Regions from separate parts of the Zea mays genome. Here all the other regions are linked to region 1. The links are chromatin contacts, called in public Hi-C maps. All regions are on one chromosome and are shown on one strand. Each heading gives the region's core, a stretch centred on a gene start, on an enhancer-like site or on the middle of the called end of the contact. The rest is flanking DNA. Distances are from core to core; before and after follow the strand shown. Region 1 holds the start of LOC100273473. Region 2 holds the start of LOC103649859. Region 3 holds the start of LOC100278616.

Region 1 (2,682 bases), core at 66-2,565:
AGCTAATTTTAACTAATTTTTAGTAAGCTAGTACTCCATTCATTCGAAAATAATATTAGTTTTTTACATATATGATAATGAATAATGAATCTAAACATATATGTTTTTTACATATATGATAACAAATAATGAATCTAAACATATATGTAAAACACATACATGAAGTATAATATGAATCCATTAAAATTTTAAAACCGATTTTAATTTGAGATAGAGAGTAATTAGTACTCTCTGTGTTCTAAAATAGTAACCGTTTTAGCTCTTGATTTTTATGTCTATATTCAAATAGATGATAATAAATCTAGACATATATACAAAACACATAAATTGATTATTGTATCACTCTAAAACGAATTTTATTTTAGACAGAGTGTGTAACAAACAACAATATAAGCACAGTAGTTTCTCTGTTGACTATACTCTTTTTTCACTGTGTGAACTGTGATCCCACGATCTCCTCCCATCCGGTCCCACACATGTTACTTTGCTTTGCCAAAAACAGTTTGGCCGTAAACGTGTGCATATGCCCTTTTGATCCCACCAGGAACCAAGACTGAACTCTTGTCATGCATGCATATGTCCACGTGCATAAGGCCCCATGACCCACGTGGCCAGTTCTTTTTTTAGGAAAAAAATTGAATGAAGACGATCCCCGTTATACAACTATCCATAAATTTACGACGCATGTCTACGTAACACATGAAACTGTTGTTTAAATTGAGGAAAGTAATTAGAAAAATATATATATACACTTCGTTTTAAAAACATGATAAATAAATAAATACGTGTCATAAATCTAAGGTGGGTGTCTATACTTATTCAATGGATCATTTTCACTTTTTTTTTGCATTTTGCGAGCGAAACCTAAACTTATCAGCGATGTGTGGGCTGAGCTACTTGCCTGGTGAGTTGGGGCGACTGCAGCAGTGCAGGTCGTTGGTCCGGAGGACCTCCTTGGCAGCATCCGGCGAGGAGACGACGACCGTGCGCACGCGCCCGAGCTGCACCTCCACGATGGGGCCGTACCGCCGCGCGACCGCCTGGAAGTAGCGGTGCGGCCGGCTGCCTATCTGGAGCAGGTTGCCTAGCACCGGCAGCTGCTTCGGGGGCCCCGGGGGAGCACGCCTTCGTTCTGCTGCTCCTTGCTCTCTGCTCCTCCGCCCGGACGACAGCAGGCAGAGGAGGAGGAGGAGTGGCACCACCAGCAGCTGGGGGAGAAGAGGCCATCCTGTCGCTAGCTCATGGGAGCGGGACTGCGCGTCGTCCATGACGCTCTATGTTTGTTTCCTTGCTGGACTTGATGATCAGCGTGCGTCTGCAATTGCGAGTTGCAACGAGGACTTGCCGTGGCGGATTTTGCTTATAACTAGATACTTCGTGCTGGATTTAGTGCAACGATATATTTTTTTTTCAAAAAAAGGGATGGGCAGGAAAGTGATGCTGGGAAACGCCAATGTACTCAAGTCTATCCATTGATACAGTATGAATTTTATCTATACCACGCGTGGACCCTCCGCCCGTGCAGCCCTTAGGGCGCGAAAAAATAGTGTAGAGCGAGTCCTGAAATCTATATTTTTCTACTCTAAAAATTTAGAGCTAATCATCAAACCACGTGTATCTTAGTGTTTAGAAATAAACAATAATTATATTTAAATAAATATCTCAATTGATATATAACATAACTGTAGCAAAGCACGTGCAACTGTGTAAAGTCTAATAAATATATAATAGCGTGTTTGGTGTAGTGCTAGATCAAAACTCCAAATAGAAGCTCATGAGACCCTACCAAATACCTTAGCTTCAAAGTTACAAACTTTATGAAGATTTTAGCTCCAGTACAAATTTTTTAGAGTACCTCTTTTTATCGTTCGGAAGTGTGAAATCTCTAAAAAACAACAACATAAACATATAGCTTTGAGTTATTTATATGTCACTGCAACTAGTTATAATAAAGCAATTTAAACTCGCTCCACCCAGAATTTTGGAGTAGGGCTACTCTAGAGTGGAGCTGAGCCATACCAAACACGCTTTAAAACTGGTCGTTTGGCCGGGCCGAATATCGAGCCAGCGCGACCGAGCTCGAGCTGACTCGTTAAGGTAATGAGCTGGCTTGACTCAGTTTATTAAAGAACTAAGTCAGAGAATAAGCTTGATTTTGCGAGCTCAAGTTGACTTGTTTAGCTCGCGAGCCAAAAAATAGATATGTACAATATAATCAGTTACCGATTACTTTTAGACTAATTTAACACTAAAAAAAGTAAATAATACTCACAATTTCACATACCATATCATTACAACACCAAATTAACACAGTTCATTAATTATTATTTCATTCAACACAAGTGTAGATTTTGTTTTGCTGACAAATAATTGCTTGTCTATACAATACATAAAGCACCAGTTTCAACGGTCGTCCCGCATCATTTTTTACAAATAACCCCTCACACTATTTCAAATTAACCCGCTGCACGCCTATAGATGGTCAAACGGTGGCCCGGCACGGGCCAGACGCCCGCGGGCCATAGCTCTGGCCCAGGCACGTCATGCCGACCTGCTGACTGTGCCGGGCCAGCCCGTTAGCCTGTCACGTGCAACTGTATAAAGTCGAATAAATATATAATAGCGTGTTTGGTGTAGTGCTAGATCAAAACTCTAAACAGAAGCTGATCAGACCCTACCAAA
Region 2 (2,682 bases), core at 83-2,582, 220 kb before region 1:
TGTCTTCTGTGCCATAGATCAACATATGGCACCCATGAAAAGTCCTGTGTACTCAGCTGAGTAAGTTCTTTCTTGATAGTATCAACTGTGGGCTGAAAATGGTGGGGGAACAACTGCAAGCACTTAACTGCGGTCCCAACTATGTCTGTACTTTCTGAAAGCTGCAGTATTACACTAAAGAAAAACTCATCCTCCAGCGTATTTCTGTCTTTCTTGATAAATACCAGGCACGCTTCTATTCCGTGCTCTTCCGTAACAAAGGGCACCAACCATAGTAGAAGCGATGGGTACTCGTTTCCGTGAACAATTTTATGTTGTAGTTCCTTGCCTGCAAAAAGGTGCTTGGCAAAAGAGTTGAATGGCATGTGACAGCAAGGTGTGCCACCAAGCTCTATGAATCTCAGAAGCTCACTAGCACTGTCTGCAAACCACTCAAATCTTCTAACAGCAGATCTGCTGGACTCAAAGCTGTTGCGGCCAAAGCCAGAGAAAATAAAGGATTTGGTAGCATGTGCTATTCGTCTTGGAAAGTAGGAATTCCTAACCTCCTGTTCCATCTGCTCATCTTCGAGGATCATCTTCTTGTATTTGTATAGCGTGTCATCACACTCTTTAGCAGCTCGCTTCAGCTTCTTGCGCCAACGCAGCAATGACAAATCAGTGACGTGCCACTTGCTGCATGTTTCAAGAGCTGCCTCCAGCTTGATATGCGCCATCTCAAGCCTCTCCAAGTTATCATTTGGATTTGAGTCTTCTTTGCCCTCGTAGCTGTGAACCAGACCGGATAGAATTTGGCTAACTGTCTCCTGGACAACCATAGAACTGACCATCTCGGTCATTAGGATCCAATAAGTATTTGTAGCATCCCTTCCCTGTTCAGAAAAAAAAACACAATTGTACATGAGGAGACTAAACATATGGACAAAATCTTGGACAGAATCAAAAGTGTTCCACTGAGGTGAGGAACAATGGATCACCAGAAAATATTTAGCTTACTAGCTGTAAAGGAGCAAGGACCTACCCTCAACTGAAGTGCAAGGAAGTGATGAGTAGTTCTCACAAGTGTATATAAAGACATTCTTGAGGGAAATGTGAATGTGATGCCCAACAACGGGGGTCTGGTAGTGACCGGTGCACATGAGTTGGTGTGTGAAAGAAAAATACTGATGAGTGACTGTGTTTCTGACCTAATTAATGCCGAAATGAACATCCTTTTCGACTTAACAATATGAGAATCTGCCAGGTGGCACGTGAAAAAAAAAACAAATGAGGGCTGCAGTGATATTTGACAATGACCAGACAACAAAGCAAAAAGACAAATCGAGCGCTTGTACTTTTGTGCACGGATGGAAAAGGAATTCAGCAAAGGCATGAAACTATACAGAGGGTAGCTTTTGGTCATGTTGAACACCGGATCTTAGAAGAAGACCAGAGCACGGGATAAAAAGCTTCTAGAACTCCCTGTACACGCGGCAAAGGCACCAATCACTAGGATGAGCCTGCCTGGGTGGTCACTGGTCAGCAGAGCACAGCGCGTGGACGCCAGAGAGGAAACGGCTGCTGTTTATGTTTTTGGGGTTGGAGAGACTAGACCACTGCCGTGCAAACAGCAGGTCCCGTGGAGAACAGTCAAACAGCAGGTGCAGAGGCAAACAAAAGCCAGAAAGCATCAGAAGACCCCAGCCATGCACGGGGAGACTGCAGTTTCAACTTCTTCCTGAAATCATCAGGCAGACACAGAGGTCTATCAAATGGACAAACCTCAAGTCAAATAAAGTTGGCAGCAGATGCAATGACCAGCCACAGAGATCAACTATAGACCACTTAAAATAAAATTCACACAGAAATCAACTCCACACCTCTTTAAAACACATCACAGTTGCTTTGTTCCTCGAACACCCCATTTCCAGTCTCGTGTCCCCTTGTCCATGCACGCTACATGCTTTTAGAATATAATAGGATACATGCACCGAGTACAAAAAAAAGAAAAGGTTAGTGTGAGAACCAACAGCGGGCGAAAGCTGTCTTCAGCAGTCGCATCGCACCCCAATCTAACCCTCTATTTTAAACTCCACACTATAAATAGTACCATTTATAGTACGAAATAGTGTTTTGCACGGTCATATGTATGTTCGGTCCAGCATCACCTAATAAGAAACTTTGAGAATATTTTAGGGGGTGTTTGAATGCACTAAAACTAATATTTAGTGGATTAAATTAGTTGAGACATCCAAACATCCTACCTAATAGTTCAGCTATTAGCTATTTTTAATAAATTAGTTAATAGTTAGGTAGTTATTTGTTAGCCAGCTAATTTTACTAATAATTTTTAGCTAACTAACTATTAGTTCTAGTGCATTAAAACACCTCTTTAAAAGGCCTTGGCCTCGTAGAAGCAACTTGGAGATATTTTTTAGGCAACTTGGAAATCTTTTTTAGGCGTCTTGGTTAGCAGTAGACAATGAGCATGGAAATTCTTTTTGTGAATTTAGCTAGCAGTGGTGCTTTCTAGTCTAGTCTAGTAGACGAAACTAGGGGCAGATGGGCAGATCCAGGACCGGGGCTGGGCCCAGCATCTTTAGCAACAGGCATCATGTCTGTGACTCTGTGGCCACAGGAAAAGAATCCATCCACACATAGCAGTACACAAGGAACTTGGAAAACTCGTGGTTGCTTCACACT
Region 3 (2,682 bases), core at 59-2,558, 140 kb after region 1:
GTGCTCATGAGGGTCGGAGGAGGCAAGAGACATGGGCGGTACTAGATTGCCGACGGGGCAATCGACTCGTCGTCCACTCCCACTCTGTCTTAGGTGCGAGCAAGGAGCACGGGCTCGAGTCCAACCATACGACCTCGGCACGACAGCTCACAGCATCGCATACAGCAACTCGAGGTTAGTGCTTTTATAACTCGCCATTTCTTGAGTTATATACCTTCTTTTTGAGTTACTATAACATTGTCTTGGAATATTACAGACCCAGCTAGAAGAAGAGAGGAGCGAACACCAAGAGATGGAGGCGAGGATGGAAGCAGAGCGGGAGGCCCGCCTGGCAGATCAGCAGAGGATGGCGAAGATGTTTCAATATATGCAGAGCCTTGGCGCCGCATAGGGTTTCGCTCTGCCACCTCCATTGTTCCCTACAATTGATCTTGCACTGTTCCATACTCCTGCGAGTATCAAAATTGTAGTTAGATGTTGGTAATGCATCTGGTATAACACATGCAATCTCTTCTCTGTGCAGGGCTGTAACATCCAAATTCTAAACTTGGGATTGGTAGACAAAATCTGAGCAAAGTACCCTTGATAAATAATTGGACGTTATAATTCACCCTTTTAAAGGTAGATGATCATAATAAAATAATGATAGTTAAAATAAATCATAATAAAGAGTAGACATTTAAAAATGTTCCTATCAAAACAAAGGGAGAATTTTTATTTTGAGTACACACCCAAAATAATAATGTATTGCAATAATGTGTTGTACTTCATGTTGAAAACATTACCTAATTAAAATAGTAATAAAATAAATAAAGTAATACTATGTAGAAATTGTGAATCAAGTTGGGGTTTTGCTTATGCATAAATTTGAACTTTAGAATTCAAACTTGGTTTGAATTGGATTTGAAATAAGAATTTGAAATAGATATCAAAAAAGAAAAAGAAAGAAAAAGCTTCTCCGCTTGGGCCCATCCGTTCCGTGGCCCAACTTCCTTTTCCCACTCGCGGCCGAGCAATCCCCGCCCGCGTACTCTACCATGTGGGCCCCGTTGGTCAGTGGCTCCCTCTCGTGTGCGCTGCTCTCCGCATCCGTGCGGGGTTGAGAGCACCTTCGGGCTGACAGTGGGCCCCCCTCATCAGACTCTCCTGTTCACCTTCTCCAACTGCAACAGCGTGTTATCTCCCACACGAGCTCCGTAACTGAATCAACGAATTCACCGCGAGGTTGTAGATCCAATTCCTTGATCCGTGCTCGGACTCTATCCGTTCTTGGGGTATAAAAACACTTCCGTCGGCCCTACCTTGCCCCCATCATCCATGGAGTGCAGAGGACATCAGAGCGAGAGAGAGAAGAAAATTTGTCGCTGCGGGGTGGGAGCTGTGAAGGACCGCCGCGCACGCTGGCCATCTGCGACCTCACTGCGGCTGTATTGGCTTGCCGGTGAATCACCAAAGCTCGTGTACCTGGGCTCTGCGTGGGTGGTCACGATTGGGTATCCAGGCAGGGTGGCTACCTTGTCAGACTCCATCTTTGCCGACGTGGTTCGACCTCCACCGCGATTAGGGCATAGCGCCACCGGATTCACGGTACAAATTACTCCCTCTTGAACTTCCTTTGTACTGGATCGCGTTGCACTGGTTGGCTTGCGTCGGAGCTAGTGGAATTGCTCTCTGTGAAGCCTGGCGCCGCCGCGGGCCGCGCCATTCCGTGGCTGGGATCGTCGAGAATTTAATAGCAGAAATTGGTTCCACGTTCGAGTTCTACTCCGTTCCCTCATCATGTGGCACCAAATCACCCATGGATTAGAGCATCGGGGCGCCGAATTGGCCTATGCCGGTGGGATCGCCGCTGCGGCTTGCCCTGCACCGCCGCCTGGTTGGTATGGTGTAGGTGATGGTCCCAGTACCGTCGATCTGATGAAGAACGGTGGCGATTAGAAACAGAATGTCGGTCTGGTCGGATGTGGCGTGGGTCGTTCGATTCCGATCGATCGGACGTGCGTGGGATTAGGTTGCGTACCGGTTTGCATGGTAGTGGAGTTAATCCTGGCCGTTCACACTTGATCGGACGACTGAGGACTTATGATACCCCTTCGGATCGCTGACTTTACAAATAGGACCCTCTGTTTTAGGTAACAAACTCGCGGTCCACTGCAGAAGTAGAGTGAGTCTAGGAATTTTCATAGATTAGCCCCTGTGCTTCCTGGTATTGGTGTGCGCAGTCCAGGAGATAAAGAAAATAAGAAAAAAGAATTTAGAAATTGATTTTGAGTTTAAAAATAATTGCAGAAGCTCAATTAATTCATAGAAAATTCGTATGATGTCCAAATTAGTCCATTCCAATTGCTATAATTTTGTAATATTATTGTTTATCATTTGTACCACTGTTTTGGCATAAAAGTCATATTAAAATTTATATTCTATTTAATCTTGTACAAAGCACATAAAACCTTAGGAAATTCATAACTCCTTCGTTTTAACTCCGATTTGATATGTTTCAGTTGCGTTAGCTTCGTATAAGTATTTACTATGCAATAACAACACTTATTATACCATGTCTTATTATGTTATAATTAGGTCTTTATTTAACTTATGTTGTTTAGTCTTGTTAATGAGCTCATCATTATCTACCAAAATATAATTTATGGTAAATTTATAAATTAGATTAAAGTTGAGATAATT

What was found. A called contact is a pair of places that touch in the nucleus more often than the background predicts.
Region 2: a contact with region 1 is called in a Hi-C map of ear, with 2.6 times the contacts expected there. The contact joins the promoter of LOC103649859 here to the promoter of LOC100273473 in region 1. A contact is called at or near these places in 3 of 25 Hi-C or Micro-C datasets (bundle sheath, ear and tassel).
Region 3: a Hi-C map of endosperm shows a contact between it and region 1, with 4 times the contacts expected there. The contact joins the promoter of LOC100278616 here to the promoter of LOC100273473 in region 1. A contact is called at or near these places in 2 of 25 Hi-C or Micro-C datasets (endosperm and leaf).

Annotation. Positions count from the first base shown.
Region 1 is chr7:32,566,549-32,569,230 of Zm-B73-REFERENCE-NAM-5.0, forward strand. It overlaps LOC100273473, which reads right to left and starts at 1,316. Exons shown (of 3, transcript NM_001147910.1): 1 at 902-1,316. The coding sequence starts at 1,268.
Region 2 is chr7:32,346,879-32,349,560 of Zm-B73-REFERENCE-NAM-5.0, forward strand. It overlaps LOC103649859, which reads right to left and starts at 1,333. Exons shown (of 2, transcript XM_020541622.3): 1 at 1,022-1,333; 2 at 1-872. The coding sequence starts at 1,210.
Region 3 is chr7:32,707,250-32,709,931 of Zm-B73-REFERENCE-NAM-5.0, forward strand. LOC100278616 reads left to right here and starts at 1,309. Exons shown (of 2, transcript NM_001407528.1): 1 at 1,309-1,587. The coding sequence starts at 1,318.